Linked DNA regions of Macaca mulatta: region 1 is linked to region 2. The links are chromatin contacts, called in public Hi-C maps. All regions are on one chromosome and are shown on one strand. Each heading gives the region's core, a stretch centred on a gene start, on an enhancer-like site or on the middle of the called end of the contact. The rest is flanking DNA. Distances are from core to core; before and after follow the strand shown. Region 1 holds the start of HAPSTR1 (HUWE1 associated protein modifying stress responses). Region 2 holds the start of USP7 (ubiquitin specific peptidase 7).

What was found. A called contact is a pair of places that touch in the nucleus more often than the background predicts.
Region 1: a Hi-C map of fetal cortex germinal zone shows a contact between it and region 2, with 2.3 times the contacts expected there. The contact joins the promoter of HAPSTR1 here to the promoter of USP7 in region 2. A contact is called at or near these places in 2 of 14 Hi-C or Micro-C datasets (cortical neurons and fetal cortex germinal zone).

Annotation. Positions count from the first base shown.
Region 1 is chr20:10,312,771-10,316,169 of T2T-MMU8v2.0, reverse strand. It overlaps HAPSTR1 (HUWE1 associated protein modifying stress responses), which reads right to left and starts at 2,147. Exons shown (of 4, transcript NM_001194229.2): 1 at 1,859-2,147; 2 at 1,143-1,223. The coding sequence starts at 2,084.
Region 2 is chr20:10,178,732-10,182,166 of T2T-MMU8v2.0, reverse strand. It overlaps USP7 (ubiquitin specific peptidase 7), which reads left to right and starts at 2,183. Exons shown (of 31, transcript XM_015125591.3): 1 at 2,183-2,879. The coding sequence starts at 2,801. LOC144337770 (a long non-coding RNA gene) reads right to left here and starts at 3,375. Exons shown (of 3, transcript XR_013411264.1): 1 at 3,194-3,375.

The DNA.
Region 1 (3,399 bases), core at 898-3,397, 130 kb before region 2:
TCATCACTTTGTTACCAGTTCTCAAATTACTGTCCCAAAAAACTGTAGTCTACTCAAGAAATCTCACAATAAGAAATATTTTTCCTACAAGATGCAGCGGCCATTTGCACATTCTTACACAAAAATTAAAACTTGAAAGTCACGCAGCAGCTTCATAGCCCGTTTCAACCTATACCGGTATGTTTGAAATGCACAAAATTCCATTACTGTTCTGAGCAACTCTTAAAAGTTTGAAAGCATTTAATTACGTTTTTCTTAAGATTAACAAAGTCATAATCCTTTTTCCATAAAAACCTTGCCAAAAACAAAACAAAAATTCAACCTCAAATTTCTCAGTCTTCAAAATCAGTAAGGCACAAAATCTAAACCCACCGTTACCAAGAAAGCACAATGGTCAAGAACGTTTACTTACATATCTTCATGTCATCACAAAGGGTGGATTAACTCCAGAAAGGAACCACCATAAAACACAAATCTATCAACTCAAAACCCTCAATAGAATTCCTGCCAGCAACTCATAATAATCAGACATAGAATCGTTTTGACAGAAAACACGTGATGAAATGCTAGAAAAGAGCAGCACGTTAACATGCACGCAGATGACCGATTAGCAAGCTTTCAAGCACTTCAAAACTACATACACTGCCACGCTCTCAAATGCCTAACTCAAGAATTTTTTCCATACAGTTCGTCCCACCTCCGACTGTAGTACAAAAAACATCAACTCTTTTCTTCCCTCAACGTCTTTTCCAGTGGGAAGCAAGGCTCAGCGTCTCCCAGCTCAAGGCTTCTCAACCTGAGCACTACTGACTTAAGAGACAGGATAATTCTTCGCTGAGGGGGCCGGGGGTGTTATCTTGGGCACTGCAGGACCTTCAGCAGCCTCCATCCACTGGGTGCCAACAACAGCCCCCTCTAGGAGAAGACAACCAAAAACGTCCCCAGGCGTTGCCATCTGTCCTGAGGGGTGTCAAAACTGCCTCCGGTGGATCTAGCTAGAGCACCGCCGGGATTCTCAAGTTGCAAGGTATTCTAGGTTAGCAGCTGGGCTGGGGAGCAGAAAACACACTTGGAACGCAGGGGAGACACCCTGACGCAAGCGGCCCTTCCCTGAATCGGCAATGCAGCAAGGTTATCTTTACCTTTGTAGAGGTTGGTGACGGCGGTGGCTGCGTTTTGGAAGGGGACCCAGAGAGAAAGTCCTGGCTGCTGACACACTCGGTCTGAAAAGCAAACCAAAAAAAAAAAAAAGAAAGAAAAAAGAAACACACATAGAAAAAGAAACAGAACAAGAATGTTATTTGGGCGTCAATCACTCCGGAACGGCCATATTAGGTTTCGCCATTTTGTTCAAGGGTTTCGGGATCCCAAACCCAGTGTGAGGACCGGGGGGCAGGGGGGTCGCGGCGGGGAGAAGGGGATGCCGCAGGCCTCAGGGGCTCAGATCAGGGACAAGTCGCGGCGCAGGGAGGCGCCCCCCTCGCAGTCCCCGCCCCGAGGCCGGCTCAGGGCACAATGGGGCCGCCCCGCCGTCTCCCTTCGCCATTTTGTGACGGGGGCTCCTCCCCTCCCCTCTCCGGGCCGAGGGGGACACCGGGCGGCCGGGCCCGGAGAGCGGGGACCCTCGGACGACCGCAAAGCGGGGCTCCCCCGACGCCGGCCCTGGCCTGCCCCCCCAACCCCGGGCCTCCCTCCCACGGCGCCATCTTGCGGGGAGGGGGCGGCAGAGCCGCGGCGCCACCGGACGGGACCCCCGGGGCCGCCGCCGTAGCGGCCCCCCGAAGCGGCAGCCGAGCCGACAGGGCCGGGCCCGGGCGGGGGCGGCCAAGCGGCACCAAGATGGCGGCGGCGGCCTCACCTTTGTAGAGCTGGGCCACGGCGGTGGCCGAGTTCTGGAAGAGGTGCCACAGCTTCTGCTGCTTGTGTTCGGGCTGCGCGGCGGCCGCTGCCTCCTCCTGCAGCTCTGGGGGCAGCTGCTCGTCCTGCTCGGCCTCGGCCAGGCACTGCCGCTCCCACTTGGAGAACCAGTGCTCGGGCCCGTGCTCCTGGATCTCGGCCTCGCCCTCCTCCTTCCGCTCCTCCATCCTCCGCGGCCTCCCGCGGCCTCGCCGCCGCCGCCGCCGCGTCCTCCTCAGGCGGGGCCCCCGCGGGAGCGTCGTCGTCAAGCGGCCCGGCGGCAGGGCCCGGCGGCCGGCGGCGCCTCCTCCTCTCAGCGGCCCAGGCCTCCTGCACCCCGACGGCCGGCGAGCCCCGCCCCGCGGCCCCGTGCAACCAGGGACGACCCCCGCCCCAGGCCTTCCCACCCCCCGGGCCCCGCCGAGGTCGCCGCGGACCAGATGACCGCTGCCGCCCCTCGCCTCCCCCGCCGCAGCCTGTCTAACGCTCCCCCATGACGCTGCGGCCTCCCAACTGCCGCCGCCGCCGCTGACCGCCGAGCCCTCCGCGCAGCCCGGCCTGCACCGCTGAGCCCACCCCAAAGACTGAGCAACGTCGTCGTCGCCGCCGCGGAGGACGCCTCTGCGGCTGCTGGTCCCCGCCCTACCCCGCCCACATGCTGACTGGAGAAGCACCGCCCACTGGGCCCGAGCTCCCCTGCCCGGTTGGGGCGTGGCCGCTCCAAGGGCCCCTATTAGTCGGATCAGACCGGTTCCGCGTGCCGGCTTCTGAGCACAGCACCGTGATTGGTTCTTCGGCCTGTCTGCCTGACGTAACCAAGTGGCTGGGGGAAGGGAGTGAATGTCAGGAAGGATGAAGAGGGAGGAGGGGGAGGACCTGACAGTGGTTGCGTCCGAGCCAAGGTAGCCGGTGGGGGTGGGGAGGAAGAGCTTGAAGGGATGCGCATGCGCACTTGCTCGCTGCCCCCGAGCTCCGGGGCGCCGAGTGGGGATCACGTGACCAGGCCCAGCGACCGCACCCCGCGGGAGCTTTTCCGGCGTTTACAGGCCCTGGGGGATGCAAAATCGAGTGCGACTACTGTGCCGCGGGCATTGAGAGGTGTAGTGGGTGGTAGCGTGCTTACTCCAGCCCCTGGGGCTCCCAAAGGGAGGAGGGGAGTAGAGAAAGTGAATAAAACGCCCGACTCGTGTCCAAGTTTGCAAAGCACTTTCCGATTCTTTTGAGTGCCCCCCCACTTCATTTATTTTTTCCCTTTGAGAAGGAGTCTTGCTACGTTGTCCAGGTCTAGACTCCTGGCCTCAAGCAATCCTCCCGCCTCGGCCTCCCAAGGCGCTGGGAATACAGGCTTGAGCCACCGCGCCCGGCCCAGAGTCCCATTTCTTAGATGGGCAAATCGAGCAACAGAGCCAAAGAAAAACTTAAGAGTTGCGAAGTCGGCTCAGCTGCCCCTGCGCCCTGGCGTCCCCGAGGTCGTTGCGCCTTCCCGGTGGACAAGAGGCAGCC
Region 2 (3,435 bases), core at 934-3,433:
ACTCAGTGATGGGGATAAGGTTGGCCAATGTGAACTGACAGCCACACACATAACTTTCTGCCACCTCTTCCTCTGCCAGAAAGGCACTTTCTTCCCTCCTCCAAGCTTCCAGAATACTAGAGAGGATTCTTTTGCATCTGAGCAGTGTTGATTAGCATTTGTGAGAATCTGTGTGAATAACAATACCTCTTCTTCAGATTCTGGGGGTGACCCAAGGGATTCCTTTGAAGTGACTGGGCTCTCCCCTGCTCACCTCTGTGGTCTGGCAGGAAATTCACTGGTGGGAAATCTTCAAGTGTATGAAATGCTGGTGAGGGGGGGATCCAGTCACACTTGAATCATATGTTCATTCAACCATTTGATTGAATGATTGATTAATTGATTGGCTGATTCAGATTAGGTTTCCCTATGTTGCCCAGGCTGCTCTCCAACTCCTGGGTTCAAGCGATCCTCCTGCCTCAACTTCCCAAAGTGCTGGCATAAGAGGCGTAAGCCACCGTGCCTGGCCCATTCAACCAATATTTCTTTATGTATTTATTTATTTTAGATGGAATCTCGCTCTATTGCCTAGGCTGGAGTGCAAGGGTATGATTAACTAACTGTAGCCTCCACCTCCTGGGTTCAAGCAGTTCTCCTGCCTCAGCCTCCTGAGTAGCTGGGATTACAAGCGTACGCCACCATGCCCAGCTAATTTTTTTGTGTGTATTTTTAGTAGACATGAGGTTTCACCATGTTGGCCAGGCTGGTCTCGGATTCCTGACTTCAGGTGATCCGCCCACCTCGGCCTCCCAACGTGCTGAGATTACTGGCTTGAGCCACTGCGCCTGGCCCAACTAATTTTTATTAAGCACTTGCTGTGTATCCCAGGCATTTGTGATACAACAGTGAGCAGAACATTCTTTTGGGGGGCGGGGAGATGAACAGTACATAAACTGGAGAAAAACGCAGAGAAAGCGGGTATAGGGAGATGGAGAGGAAGACAGGTACCACAATCTTCTGGCCTTGTTAGGGCGAAATTCCATTCTCCCCTGAGATGTGTAGAAATGTACATCGGTTTGCTCCATTTTTATTGACCCACACTACCTTGATTAACTGGAAGAGTTGAGACCCTAATCATCAGTCTGTCAATGACTGGATGAGACAGGACAGGAGATACATTCACTGAATGTCTCCTGAAATAGGGAGACCCCGGGTGAATAATCCCAGACTGGGTTGATAGGAAGGAAATAATGCCAAATGTGAGGGGTAGTGGGCTTGTTTTATTTTTATATTATTATTTTGTTATCATCATTAGTTGAGATAAGGTCTCATTCTGTTGCCCAGGCTGGAGTGCAGTGGCACTATCTTGGATCACTGCAGCCTCAGTCAACCTCCCAAGTGAACCTCCAGCCTCAGCCTCCCAAGTAGCTGGGACTACAGGCGCGAGGCACCACACCCGGCTAATTAAAAATACATTTCAAAAATATAAAAACAAAAACCAAAAACTTTGTAGAGAGGGTGGTTTCTTACTCCTGGCCTCAAGTGACCCTCCCGCCTCGGCCTCCCAAACTGCTGGGATCACAGGTGTGAGAAGCTGCGTCCCGCCTGGGGTTGCTCTTAAGGAGCCAAACTTTGCCAGATTAGGCTGACAGTGAGAAAATAAATTCTTCCACGGTAGATACTGGGTGAAAAAGTGCAGGTCAGCGGGCGAGGGTAAATAACGACAACAACAGGAACTTCTAGGCGCTGACCCCAGGCTCCCTTCCGGGCCCTATCCCGAGCAGTCCCTGGGCAACCTCCGGCGCTCGCCCCGGCGGGCCCGGCTGGGACCTGAACCACGGCCGCCGGGTGGCTTCTGGGCACCTCCTCGTTGCCGCTCCTGGGTCTTTCGGGCTGTCCAGTTCCCCACGATGGGGAGGATTCCGGACCACCCCCGCAGGGCTAAGTCACCAGGCGTCCCGCCTCGGCCCCCACGGCCCGGGGGCAGCGAGCGCCGAGGGTCCGCCTCGGGACTGAGGGGCAGGCGGCGCCGGGACGCGGCGCTGCGGGGCGGGCGGGCCTCGGCGGCGGCGGCGGCAGGCGGGCCGCTCCCTGCTCCGCCTCCCGTGCTCCGCCCTCCGCTCCCGCTCCGCCCTCCGGCTCGGCGCCCGCCCGCTAGCTCTCCTCGCTCGCTCGCTCGCTCCGCGGCCCCCCATGCGGATGTGACATTTCACGCCGCCGCCATTTTGAGAGCGAGCCGAGCCGAGCTGCCGGGCGCCGCGTCCGCTGCCGGAGCCCCGACGACGACGCCGAGGAGGCGGAGGCCGCGGCTCTCGGAACGCGGCCGGCCCGTCGCCCGCCCGCGCCGCCGCTCCCGCCGGCCCCAGGGCCCGCAGGCCCGCCGCGGCCGGCCAGGCCTCCCGCCCGCCGCGCCCGGCCCGAGGCGGGGCTGACTCCGCGGCCCCCGCCCGGCCGCCCTCCGCCCCCGGCCGGCCCGCAGCCCCGCAGCCCCGGCCCGGGCCCCGGCGGCGGGAGGCGGGCCCCGCGGCGGCGGCGGCGGCGGCCGCAGCGAGCGACAAGGCCGCCCGGCCCGGCCCGCCGGCCGCCCGCCCGCCTCGGCGCCGAGATTGGGCGAATCGCGAGCAAGTACGTGCGCGTCTCCCTGCCGCCGCCGCCGCCCGCCGCGGGCCGCCCCGGGGCCGCCGCCGCCGACGACGCGCGGGAGGAGGAGGAGGAGGCCGCCCCGCCGCCGCCGCCGCCGCCGCCCCGGCTCGCCGCCGCCCGCCAGCCGGGCTCGCAGCCCCGGCCCCCGGCCGCAGGCGAGGCCCAGGCCGCGGCCGACATGAACCACCAGCAGCAGCAGCAGCAGCAGAAAGCGGGCGAGCAGCAGTTGAGCGAGCCCGAGGACATGGAGATGGAAGGTGAGACCCGCGGGCCGGCCGCGGCGGGGCCGGGGGGCGCCTTTCATTGTGGCCGGGGGAGCCGCGGGAGCCACGCGAGGGGCTCGCCATCTTTAACCAGGCCCCGGGCGGCCGCCGGGCCTCGGCCTGGCCTCCCGGCCCCGGCCCGGCGAGGCTGCAAAGTCATGCCGGGTCCGCGGGTGAGGGGCGGCCGCCGGGGCCTCGGCCCCGTGCATTGTCCCGACCACACGTTCGCCGGGCCTCCCCGGCACAAAGCGCCCAGAGTTGTAAAATTCGAACGCTCCGGCCGCGGAGGGACGGAGGTGTTTTCTCACCCAGGTTGGGAGGCGGGCTCCGGGGACCGTCCCGGTTCTGGGGCGTCCGGTTGGATCTGGTCTGGCTGGGGAACTCCTGATCTCCCCGGGCGCGGGGCTCGCCCGCACCTGCTCCGGTGCGCTCCCCCGGAGGGCGCGCCGTGGCTCGGAAGCGCTCCTCCAAATCACTTTCTAACAGCACTGCCTAGCGTCGGGCTTACATTCTAAAACACCTGCAAGGAACGCAGATGTTGTCAGGCTTT